2 separate regions of the Ovis aries genome follow, and region 1 is linked to region 2. The links are chromatin contacts, called in public Hi-C maps. All regions are on one chromosome and are shown on one strand. Each heading gives the region's core, a stretch centred on a gene start, on an enhancer-like site or on the middle of the called end of the contact. The rest is flanking DNA. Distances are from core to core; before and after follow the strand shown. Region 1 holds the start of SRSF3 (serine and arginine rich splicing factor 3). Region 2 has its middle 29 kb from the start of PXT1.

The links. Hi-C and Micro-C count contacts between places; a contact is called where the count stands out from the background.
Region 1: a Hi-C map of blood shows a contact between it and region 2, with 3 times the contacts expected there. The contact joins the promoter of SRSF3 here to the enhancer-like site in region 2. A contact is called at or near these places in 3 of 16 Hi-C or Micro-C datasets (blood, muscle and tail adipose tissue).

What each region holds. Positions count from the first base shown.
Region 1 is chr20:10,604,076-10,609,905 of ARS-UI_Ramb_v3.0, forward strand. SRSF3 (serine and arginine rich splicing factor 3) reads left to right here and starts at 4,335. Exons shown (of 5, transcript NM_001195316.1): 1 at 4,335-4,540. The coding sequence starts at 4,335.
Region 2 is chr20:10,428,320-10,434,351 of ARS-UI_Ramb_v3.0, forward strand. No RefSeq gene overlaps it. Among named protein-coding and RNA genes, the nearest start is that of PXT1, 29 kb to the right of the region's middle. Within about 2 kb of position 2,907, at least 27 of the 54 cell types and tissues checked have an H3K27ac peak or open chromatin away from gene starts, as enhancers often do.

The sequences.
Region 1 (5,830 bases), core at 3,085-5,584, 180 kb after region 2:
TTCACTGGGCTGCGGTTACCAGAAGATGGAAAGTCTGTGTGGATGACCAGAAGAGGAGGTTCAGAAGGTATTTGAAAATACAGTGGGAGGAATTAAGGGTGCTCCACTGAAAGACGCATGCTAGACTAGCATTACACACGCACACAATAACAACAAAAATAGGGGAAATGGTGGGAGAGAATGGGATACGAGATGGGAAAAAAACAATTTGTTTGAACAAAGATAGTGCCAGCTGATTGACATACCTCACTTCTTTTAAATACTTACTTATCCAAACATGTTTTGATCACCTGCTATGTGTCAGGCTTGTTTCCTGGCCCTGGGGATGCTGGAGTGACTACAGGAGACCAAAGCTGAAGTTCTTGTGAGGGAAGACAGGACACAACCACCCTGTATTGATATAATTACTCCGTTTTATGGAGAGGAAAGCAATCTTGAGTGAGGGTAAGGGGCTCTTCTGCAGACACTTTAGCAGTAAGTAGCAGCAGTACTATGGTCCAAATTCAGGATAGTCTGACTTAAAAAAGGCTTTGCTTTGGGACTTTCCCCATGGCCCAGTGGTTAAGCCTCTACGTTTCCACTGCAGAGGGCCCAGGTTCAATCCCTGGCCAGGAAATGAAAGTTCCACATACTGCTGGATGCAGCCAAAAAGAAAAAAAAAGAAAAAAAATTTTTTAAAAGGTTTGTTTTGAAAGAAGGAACTAGAAAGAGGAGAAAAATTTACCTTGGAGGAGGGGAGCAAATCAAAGTAAATTTATGTGAGTCAGAAAAGAAAAACAATTAGAGAAGGAAAGAAAGGTAAGAAACAGGTTTTGTTAGAATCCCTCACCTGATAAACACCCAAGGTAAGGCCAGCTCAGGGTCTGCCTGGACTACTGCATTTCTCCTTCCCTACTCTTCCCTTGCTGGTATGGAAGCCCCATTTTACAGATGTAAAAACTAAGGCTCAGGGCTATTAAATCTTTGTATCCCCACCCCCCCACCACCACTATGGATAAACCTTTCAGAGCCACAGTAAGAGAACACCTGAGAGAAACAAAACAATAATTGGTATATCTTTCAGGTAACGGTGGGAAAACACAAGTTGTTAGCGTTTCTCTTGAGAGCAGGTTTAGCATTAAGTCAGACTCCACTGAATCTGCTTGCAATGCGGGACACCCAGGTGGATTCCTAGGTCGGGAAAATCCCTTGGAGGAGGAAATGGCAACCCACTCCAGTATTCTTGCCTGGAAAATCCCATGGACAGAGGAGACTGGTGAGCTCCCTGAGGTAGCAAAAGAGTTGGACACGACTGAGCAACTAACACAGACTCCAGTGAAAGCGGCTAGGGAACACCAGGCAAGCTTCCTAACTGACCTCACTGTGCTGAGGAAGGGGCTCTTGGTGATTTTTCTGACACGAGTGCTAAGTAGCTACAGTTCCACTCTGGGCTGTAACCCGCAAGAATCCTCCGTCCATGAGATTTCCCAGGCAAGAACACTGGAGTTGTCTGGGTTGCCATGTCCTCCTCCAGGGCATCTTCCCTCCCCTAGGGATGGAACCCACCTCTTTCATCTCCTGCATTAGCAGGCGGGTTCTTTACCACCAGCGCCAACTGGGAAGCCACAGTCGCTATATTTCTCTCCCAATAGTTAACCTTGCGGCTCGTGTTTTTTTTTTTTTTCTTTTGGGGACGTAGAAAACAGGAAGTTATGAGTGACCCATGGACCCCACCCCTGCCCCCAGGCCAATACAGCAGCCTTTGCTAGGAGAAAGGATAGCACTCGTTCGGAGCCCTGAATTTAAATTCAATCTTCCTCAGGAACTTCCACTTTTATTTGCTAAATGTGGTAGTTTCCAGATGGCCTGACCAGTCTCATTTGCGTTTGCGTTGCTATTACACTTTTCAAGAGTCCGTGATAATACGCCATCGTCTCGGTCAAATCCTGCAGTTTGCGTGAGACGTGAGAATTCAGCCAGAGTTCCGCAGACTTTCTAGGCTTGGGCTTTTCTCTAACTGTGGGACCCCGGTTGGCACAGTCTGGTGGCAGCTTAATCACAAAGGCTCATTGACCTTGGGAGCAATTCCTAAGTACTTTCCTAAACGTGATGGTCTTAGTTCCAGCCTAACCGCTTACGAGGATGAAGTAATTAGTGAATACTTTATTTAATACTTTAATCTCATTAGGAGCAAAACGTTTTATCAGAGTGACAGCGAAGGTGTTCTTAAACCCCCGCCTATTTGGAGGTGAGGGAGACGGGACTGAGGATAACTTGGAAGTCAGCAACTGGGGAATTACACCTGAGGGAACTCGGGGCCTAAGACACCCCACGGCCGCCTCTACGGACAAGGCGCCAAGACCTGAGCGCGCTCCCAGCAACCGCGATTCTCGCTGCGTTTGTAGCCACTACGTCACGGCGTTCTCCGCCTCTCATTGGGCGAGCCCATCCAATCATGTGACTCTGGTGTGTCGTATAAGTAGAGGCGAGGAGACGGCGGTGGTCCGCCATTTCGTGGACGCCGGGTGTGCGAGAGCATCCGGGGACGCCGGACGGGAGGGGACCGGGAAGACCTAGCCTAGGTTCTGTGGATTTGGACCTCCGCATTTCTAACCCAAGATCTCGGTAAGCGAACGACTACTAAAGGAATGAGGTGGGAAATGGGCCTTAAAGGGGCCGAAGTGGGGATAGGCCCAATGGCGGCGGCAGGCTGAGACAAAGAGACGGTGCCGCCATTTTGTGACGTTCAGCTAGGGGCTGTGGCGGGGGCTTTCAGCCCCTCGGAGATATACCCAGGCCTCAGAGTGGAGATGTTTTTAATCCTACACTGGGAACGGAGAGGCGGTGAGCCGGGAAGGGAGATTATCCGAGTCGACTCAGTAGTCGGTTGTACTCCAGGCCGCGGCTTTTCAATTTGTGGCGCCCTTTTTTTTTTTGGGGGGGGGGGGGCAACACGTTTCCTTAAGTAGCTTATCATTTTTTTTCCTTCAGGTCACTAATCAAAACTCAGCCTTTGGAACCATATTAAGTGATTTCTATGCTCACTTTCATTTTTGTTTTTTTTTTTTTTTTCTTAAACTTGAGTTCACTTTTTACAGTCGGGACCCAATAACTTTTTTTTTTTTCTTTTAAACAGACCTTTCTTGAGCTGAATTGTTCTTGTGAGTTTTCCTGTTGATGCATGGGCCTGAAACTGGTCACTGTAAAGTTTCTGGAAAGGGGGGAAAAAACACATTCCTCAGCAGTGATTTGGTCTCAGAACTCCAGGTTGCAGGGTGGGGTCACGCAATTAGGATGTGTCTGGACTGGTTTTTTTTTTTAATTGGATAAACCCAGAGTGAGAAAAAAATGGTAAAGCCCTTGAGCTGAGTTCATGGGCAGACTGCTCTTTTATGCAATGGATAACTTGCCTATAAGCTGATGAGATATTGCTTAAGTGACTGTGTAAGTATCTAAAGTTTGTAAAAATGTAAGCCCCCTAGGTGGCTTAAATTTTAAGTAACAAATGTGTTTTCTCTGAGGTGAAATTAACATAAGCTTCATTTTAAAGTGCACAATTCGGAGGTATTTAGTATGTTCACATTGTTGTACAGCTATCACCTCACTAGTTTGAACTTCTTTTTTACCCAGTGAAGTGACCTGTATACCGAAGCATCGATTCACCTTTTGCCCTGTCCTCTCTCCCCAAGCCCCGGTACCTACTAAAATGTTTCTGGATTTGCCCGTTTTGGATAATTCACATCCTTGGAATCGTAATATGTGCACTATTTTGTGTCTGTTATCTATAACAGTATACTCTGACGCTTCATTTCACATTTGTAGCATTTATGGGTACTTGATTCTGGAATAATTTGGATAGTACATTTTGCTTATCGACCTGTTGCTGGATATTTGGCTTGACACGTTTGGCTATTGAGAATAGAGTAAGGTACATTTTTTAAAAACAGATTTGTCTTGCATTGTGAGGAGTGATGCTGGTTAACTTGACCTGTGAAGGCACATTAGTATCAGTTTTCTTGGTGATTGTCTTAAGCGAGTTTCATTTTGTTTTTGAATTTGCTTCTGAGTAGGTGATCCTACTCTTCCAGGTGAAATTCATTGGAATAGGTAGAATCCTTAGTTTCTACTTTGGTAAACACTCCTGGTGTGTTTTCTTCCCTGACTCCCCACCTCCCCCTGCTTTTCAAGGAGGCTTTTTTCCCCCCTTCTTTCACAATTTGTTTTGGCTTCTATGCAGTTAACGGTAACTACTGGGATAGTCCTAGCTTTTTGGGTTTTAGTATTGAGTTCTTTCCTGAGTCTATTTTTCACTGTGGACTATAATATATATATATATATGTTTTCTAATTGCAGAAATGCATCGTGATTCCTGTCCATTGGACTGTAAAGTTTATGTAGGTAATCTTGGAAACAATGGTAACAAGACTGAATTGGAACGAGCTTTTGGCTATTATGGACCACTCCGAAGTGTGTGGGTTGCTAGAAACCCTCCCGGCTTTGCTTTTGTTGAATTTGAAGATCCCCGAGACGCAGCTGATGCTGTCCGAGAGCTAGATGGGAGGTAATTTGTTGATTAATTTAATTAATGATAGTTTATGGTGTTTTAATATTTAAAATCTCTAGGATATATGGCTTTTAGATGGCTTCTTTGCTATCTGAAATTGATGTTATTGGAAATTTACATAAAACCTTTTTTTGGCAATCAAAAAAGTGAACAATTTGTGAAGATGGGAAGTTTTTTTATTCAGTTGGCCATTGGAGAAAATAACTGTAATGGTCAGCTTGGGTGTGTGACTTCATGTGGTTGAAACATTTTAATCTAAATCCACCACAAAGCATCAGTCATGTTGTCGCCTTTGAATTGTGTCTAAAATAATTGTGGATCAATCATTCCTCTTAATGGCCACAGATTGATTGTAGGTGGATATGGTTATATGGGTTTATTGTACTATTATCTTTTTTTGATACATGTTGGAAATATTTGTTTAGGAAATGTGGATCATATAACAATATTTCCCTTTGTATTACAATATTCTGTTAGCTGACTGGTAAGTTAACACCTGAGTCTTCAACAGTGAACAGGTGTTGCCCTTCTTCCTGGCATTTGAAAACTTGGGTTTCATGAAACCAAGGAACAGAATTAAGATCCAAAAATTAAAGGGTCTGCAAGTTGACTATAAAGATACGTAAAAGGTCATTTTTACGTAAAAGGTCATTTATCTAAGCAGATTACAAAAACATTTTTCCAGGGCCCCACCTCTTCCCAGTCACTGTCCACATATGGTGGCTTATCTAAACTTAGTGATGTGGACCATTAATGAGTAGGTGGGATATAAAGGTCTTTTTTTTTTTTTTAATTGTTCTCAGCTACAGTTTCTTACATTTAAACTGTTGTGTGATGATTGAAGGGAAAGGAAAATGTAAAATGTCCAGGATGCTTCTGTCCTGTTTACTGATGTTTGCTTAGAGGGAATGGGGAGGAGAGAGACCAACAAATAGTCTTTATGATTGGTAAACAGTTGCTGCAACTTCTGAAGGAAGAAGTCAAAACAGGATGTACATATGAACTAGCTTGGGGGATGAATCTACGTTTTCATACTTAAATTTTAACTGTTAGCATTGAGCCCAATGATCAGACTAACAGCAATAAAACATAAGGAAGTTGGTTTTCTTTACTAGAAAAATAAGGAACTAAAACTTGCTTTGGTATTAAGGATTCGGCAGACATTCAGTTGGATTCTTTGCAAAGAAGCTAGCTATAAGGGGGGGCTTTGTATTTGTTTTTTCCTTGCTATAATGCACATCTCTTAGAAAATTAGTTTGGCTGTTTTAAATTTACTGTTTTTTGCCT
Region 2 (6,032 bases), core at 1,657-4,156:
CCTCTGTGTCTGAGAAATGGCTTCCTGTGAAGAACCTTCCCCACAAAGATTCTGCTGGAACTCAGGATATCCCCTTCCTTTTTTTCTTTTTCTTTTTGCACACCCCACCCTCACCCCACACAGCATGTGGGGTCTTAGTTCCCCGCCCAGGGATTGAACCCAAGTGAGAGTGAGGAGTCCCAACCATTGGACTGCCAGGATCCACCCTTTCCTGACCAGGCCACACAGTCCCAGACCCGCCCTGGGCTTATCAGCCGGGAGCTGACCCGCTTCCCAGGATCAGTCAGAAAAAGGACCTGACCCATGTGTTCCCCACCTCCCGGCGGAAACTGCACTCACTGCCCTGCCTCTCGGCAGAAGGCCCCTCAGGGCATCTCCTGTCTGGCCTCTCATCCTCAGTCAGGGCACCTGACTGCCCCATGCCCAGGCCTCAGTACTTGTGTTTACACCTCTCCACAGAGAAATCTCCTTTGCCCCAGCTATCCAAATGTTTGCAGACCTTGTCTCTCTTATTCCAGCATTTCAGCCTCAGAGTTACCTGTCACCACTCAGTCCCTGCAGAGGCCAGAGATTCTTCCTGGAAGGAAAGAGTCTAGAGAAATCACAGGGATAAATACAGAGTGCAGCCAAGCCTTGCCTGTGCTGATGCCCAAAAGGGTGAAGAGGGTGAATGATTTCTGGTGAGAGTTTTAAAGTCCCCCAAGTAATAGATCATCTGTGAGCATACTGTGTCTTCCTGCTCATTCTAAATGCATGTCATCCCAGAACTTTAATGGGGGAATTTATCTCCGAAATATGCCAAGTGGGGCTTATGTTTAAAAAACAGTATCGCAGTACCTCTGAGGGTTTACACACACAGCAAGGATGCTGTTTGTTCAGACACTGGCCGAGAGCTTGCCAACAGAAGCCTTGGCCACGACCCTCCTCCCACAGGTGAGCCTCGTCAGGTGCCCAACCCCATCGCAGAATCCTAGATTGGCCGAGGGCCTGGCAGGCAGCTGGCTAGAGATGCAGACAAAAGAGAACCGCCCAACAGCCAGGGGCCACCCTGGAGCGTGGCCTCAGAAGCCTGGTCCAGCCAACAGCATCTCCATGCCAGGAGCCACACACCACGCCTGGAGCTCTGCTAGGTGGGGATGTGCCAGGAAACCGTGAGTTAGAAGGAGACGTGATGGCAGGCGCAGTGAGAGCAGCTTTGCGCTGAAAACAGTTTCTGTTCCCACTGCTGCCACCGGCTTGGTGTTTGGTCTCCAGCAGGTCAGCCTGGGCTTTCTCACCGGTGGAGAAGTGAATTGGATGCCAGCTTATTGAGTTTTCTCTGAGTTCGAGGTGCCTCTTCCAGCCCCATGGGCACCTCCCTCCCACTTAGGCACCTAGTTGTTTGGGGTCCTCAGCTGATGCAGGTGTAGTAGATTTCCACCGGTCCTTTCCTAAGGGAAAGCTGGGAAGGAGGGTGTGGTCTGTTGCAGAGACGGATCTCCCCGCACCTGGGAGGACAGGACACGCCGTTCCCCTTTAGCTCCTCTGATAGCCCACCCCTGTCATGAGCAGGTGAGTGCATGTGGCTTCTTCCCAATCGTGGTGCAAAATGTAGAATTTCTCACAAAGAAATTTGACTTTAATGAGAGGGTAGATCATGGGAGAGAATAATTAGACAGTATACACATGCCAGGGTAATTTTAAATCAAAGCTTTTAGGCCAAGTTATCTTAGTTACTGCATTAACTGTTGTCAGCTAGCGGTTTCAATAACTGTATTATCAGAATGCCTGGCAGTGAAATTGCTTTCTGCAGCCTGTTCATTGTGACCTCAGAGTCAGTGCCTGGGCTGGCGTTAGTGTGTGAGTGTGTGTGTATGTATGTGAGAGAGAGAATATGAGTGTGTGTGCACACACACTGGGGGGAGGGGGCTTCTTCCTGTTTTTTTCCTACAGTAGTACCTTGTGTTTATTTATTATGTATAATAATTTGTATCTCCTAATCCCAAACTCCTAATTTATCCCTCCCTCCTTTCCCCTTTGCTCACCTTGAGTTTGTTCTCTATGTCTATGAGTTTGTTTCTTTTCGTGTAAATGTTTTTTAGTGTCATATTTTAGATTCTATATGTAAGTCATACCATATGGCGTTTGTCTTTGTCTAACTTACTTCACTTAATATGATAATCTCTAGGTCCACTCATTGCTGCAAATGGCGTTATTTTGTTCTTTTTTCATGGCTGAGTAATATTCCATATTAGTTGTATACCGTATCTTCTTTATCCATTCATCTGTCGATGGGTATTTAGGTTGCTTCCATGTCTTGGCTATTGTAATTAGTGCTGGTGTGAACACTGAAGTGCGTTTCGAATGAGAGTTTTCCCTGGATATATGCCCAGGAGTATCACTGCCGGATCCCATGGCAACTCTATTTTTAGTTTTTTGGGGCACCTCCATTCTGTTCTCCATAGTGACTGACTGATTTAAAGCCAGCTCATGTGATTTCAGGCGATGCTGATTGATTTAAAGCTGACTGACTTAAAGTAGTGGGGTGGGCTAGGGAGGGGCAAGTGACCTGGGAGGCTTTGAAAGAGAAATGCCCCCCTCCGCAGGTCACTTCTTTGTGCTTGGAGGGAGATGAGGAAGCAATCAGGCAGCAGATTGCCCGGAGCTGGGGAGGGAGGGAGGGGGAAGGGCTGGGGAGGGAGGGAGGGGGAAGGGCTGGGGAGGGAGGGAGGGGGAAGGGCTGGGGAGGGAGGGAGGGGGAAGGGCTGGGGAGGGAGGGAGGGGGAAGGGCTGGGGAGGGAGGGAGGGGGAAGGGCTGGGGAGGGAGGGAGGGGGAAGGGCTGGGGAGGGAGGGAGGGGGAAGGGCTGAGAGCGGGCCTTAGAGCAGATGGTCACTGGAGGGCGCCAGAGCGCCAGCAGAGCCTCTCGGGCCGGCCCTCCAGGCTGGGAAAGGAGCTGGAGCCGGGGCGGGTGGAATCCCAGGGACGTGCCCAGAGAGGAGGGGTTGGGTACCGGGAACTTCTACCCCGGCCCAAACTGCCTCGCCTCACAGAGGGCCCAGAGGTCTACCTTCAGCACCCGATGGGGACACTTCCAGCTTGGTCGGGTGGCGCAGTGGTTGGGCAGCCTGAGAGGAAGCCTGCGGTGTGACTGCCCTTTGTTTCCCCGGAGGCGGGGCTCGGCCCAGAAATACTGGGTTTGACTCCTGGGCTTGCAGTTTCTAAGCTACAGGCCTGCGTGCGTGTTGGCATCTGGAAAACGCGGCTGTGGTCGTGAACATGGAGCAGGCAAAAACCCATCCCTTCCCATCTGAGCCTCTTCCTCTTCCCTCCCCCCGCCCCTTTCTAGGGGGATCGGACCTAAAGCCAGATCATGTGACTTAAAAGGGATGACTTCGTTTTCTTCCAATTTTTAAAAGACAGTGGGCCATTTTCATGGGCCCCTAAAAGTATGGAGGCCCCTGCACTGTGCCTGCGATAAGTCAACCCAGCGTTTCCGTTTGCGTGGTGCGTCTCCCTAGAGCTCTTCATCACTTCCCCACCCCCAGCTGCGTGAGAGTGGAAGGTGCTCAGGGCTCATCAGGTCCAGCCTGACAGGTAAGAAAACCGAAGCAGAGGAGAGAAACGACTGTCTGAGGCCACCCCTCGACAATGACAAGGACTAAGCCAACCTCTGACTGCCAGGTCCCAAACCAACACAAAAGAGAGAACTAGTTTTCCTGTTTGGGAAAAAAAAAAAAAAAAAAGATCTGCATCATACATTCCTTCGTTTATTCCAGCTCCAGCCACGTGCCAGGCACCATGCTGCTGCTTGGGACAGGGCACAGAGTGCGGCTGGCAGGAGGGACTCCAGGAACCAATGACTGTCACAGTCCTCACCAGCGACGCAGACGAAAAGTGCACTGTGCTACAAACAGAAAGCTGAGCAACAAAACCCAGCATGGGAGGAAGAAGAGGCTTCCGTTATTTATTTGAAGACCTAAGAAAGAAGAAATGTCTGAATTGACCCAAAAATTATTTAAGGGGAAAAAAAAAAGGAATAGAAGTGAGAGTTGGCCTTTGTGGTACTACAAAACCACATAATCAGGATCTGATGGTACTAACCAAAGATTGACAAGTATCACTGGAAAAGAAGAGGGTGCCGTATATGTGTGTGTGACATTAATTTAGTGGGGAAGGATAGCTAATTTGAGGTATGATAAAACCACAGCTGGCTCTCTACCTGGAAAAAAATCTGTCTTTGGACCCTCACCTCCCACCAGTCACAAAAATCAGTTCCAGATGGATTAAGGCCTAATGAATTGAACAATAAATAGCAACCCTAACAGAACTGGAAATAGAAAACCATGTGCCCTGAACAAGGGTAGCAGAGACTCAACCAGGACAGGAAACTCAGAGACTGTAATAAAAAGTGAAGCACATATGTGACTGCATTAATTTTTATACGTGTGTCCAAAGATACCATAAACAAAATGAAAAGAGGATGGATTGGGGGGAATTCCAAAATTTCCCGTTGCAATGCAGATGGCAGATAAAATGCCTGCGGGCTTCCCTGGGTGGCTGAGTGGTAAGGAGTCTGCCTGCCAACCCAAGGAGACACGGGTTTGATCCCCGAATCCTGGGAAGATCCCGCATGCTGCGGGGCACCTAAGCCATGTGCCACAACCACTGAGCTTGTGCTCTAGAGCCGGGGGCGGGGCGGGGTGGGGGGGGCCGCAACTACTGAGCGCACGTGCCACAACTGCTGAAACGTGTGCTCCCCAGAGCCCGGACTCTGCAACGAGAGAAGCCACTGCAATGAGAAGCTCATGTGCCGCAACTGGAGAGAAGACCCAGCACAGACAAGTAAATACATTATTTAAACAGTAAAATGCCTGTGACCGGTCAAGAGCATCTCTAAATTGATTTTTTTTTAAAGACAAAGAACCTTCCCAGCAGTTCACAGTGCAGCAGGATTTATCAACCTCAGCACTGTAGACACTGGGTCTCACAGCCCCTTGCTGTGGGCGCTTTATAAGATACATAGCAGCATCCCCGGTGCCTACCCACTAGATGCCAGCCTCACCCCTCCCCAACTCACGAGTTGTGATAACCAAAAATGTCTGCAGACGTTGCCATATGTCCCTGGGGAGGGAGAAAAAACCGCTCAGTTGAGAAGCTCTGCAGTAGAGCGGATCCACTAATAAACATGTGGCAGGATGCCTCAGTAGTCAGGGACAGGCAGAGAGCAGAATCAGATGTCATTTTAATGATAACACACCTATTCCTAGCATGAATGCAAAGAAAAGGATGTGTGGAGGATAGCAGTAGGACTTTAGAGTCTCCAAGGGAGATCAGTCTGATAATGCAGAAGGGAGACACAAAAAGTTACTTGCCGGGGCTTCCCTGATGGTCCAGTAGTTAAGAATCTGCCTTGGAATGCAAGGGACACAGGTTTGATCCCTGGTCTGGGAAGATCCCACATGCTATGGAGCCAGTAAGCCCAGGCTCCACAACTACTGAGCCAATGCTCTCGAGCCCAAGAGCAGGAACTACTGAGCCCACGTGCTGCAACTACTAAAGCCCACTTGCCCTGGAGCGCGTGCTCTGCAACAAGAGAAGCCATTGCAATAGAAAGCGTGTGCACTGCAACCAAGAGTAGCCCCCACTCACCACACAGAAAGCCTGTGTGTGGCAGTGAAGACCCACACAGCCAAAAAATAAAATAGTTAATTTTTTAAAAGCTGCATGGTGTAAAGCTCAGAGACTGCGTGTGGTGTCATGCAGGTGTCAGGGCAGGCCTGCACAGGCAACCAGGACTGCCAGGAACTCTAGGGACCAACTGCCAATTGCATTTTGAATGTGGTTCCCTATTCTGTGATATTTGAGACCAACAGCCCCCAAATTCAAAACTACAATACCTGAGTCAGAGGGGTCTGGTTTTCTGTATTTGGCTGGAGGGTGGGGACGAATTCCACTCCTTTCTGGCTGTTCTGCCTCCATAAAAATACAAAAACTATGCTGAGAGGGAAACCCCTGAATTTTGCAGGCATTATCAACCTCAGATGTGGTCCT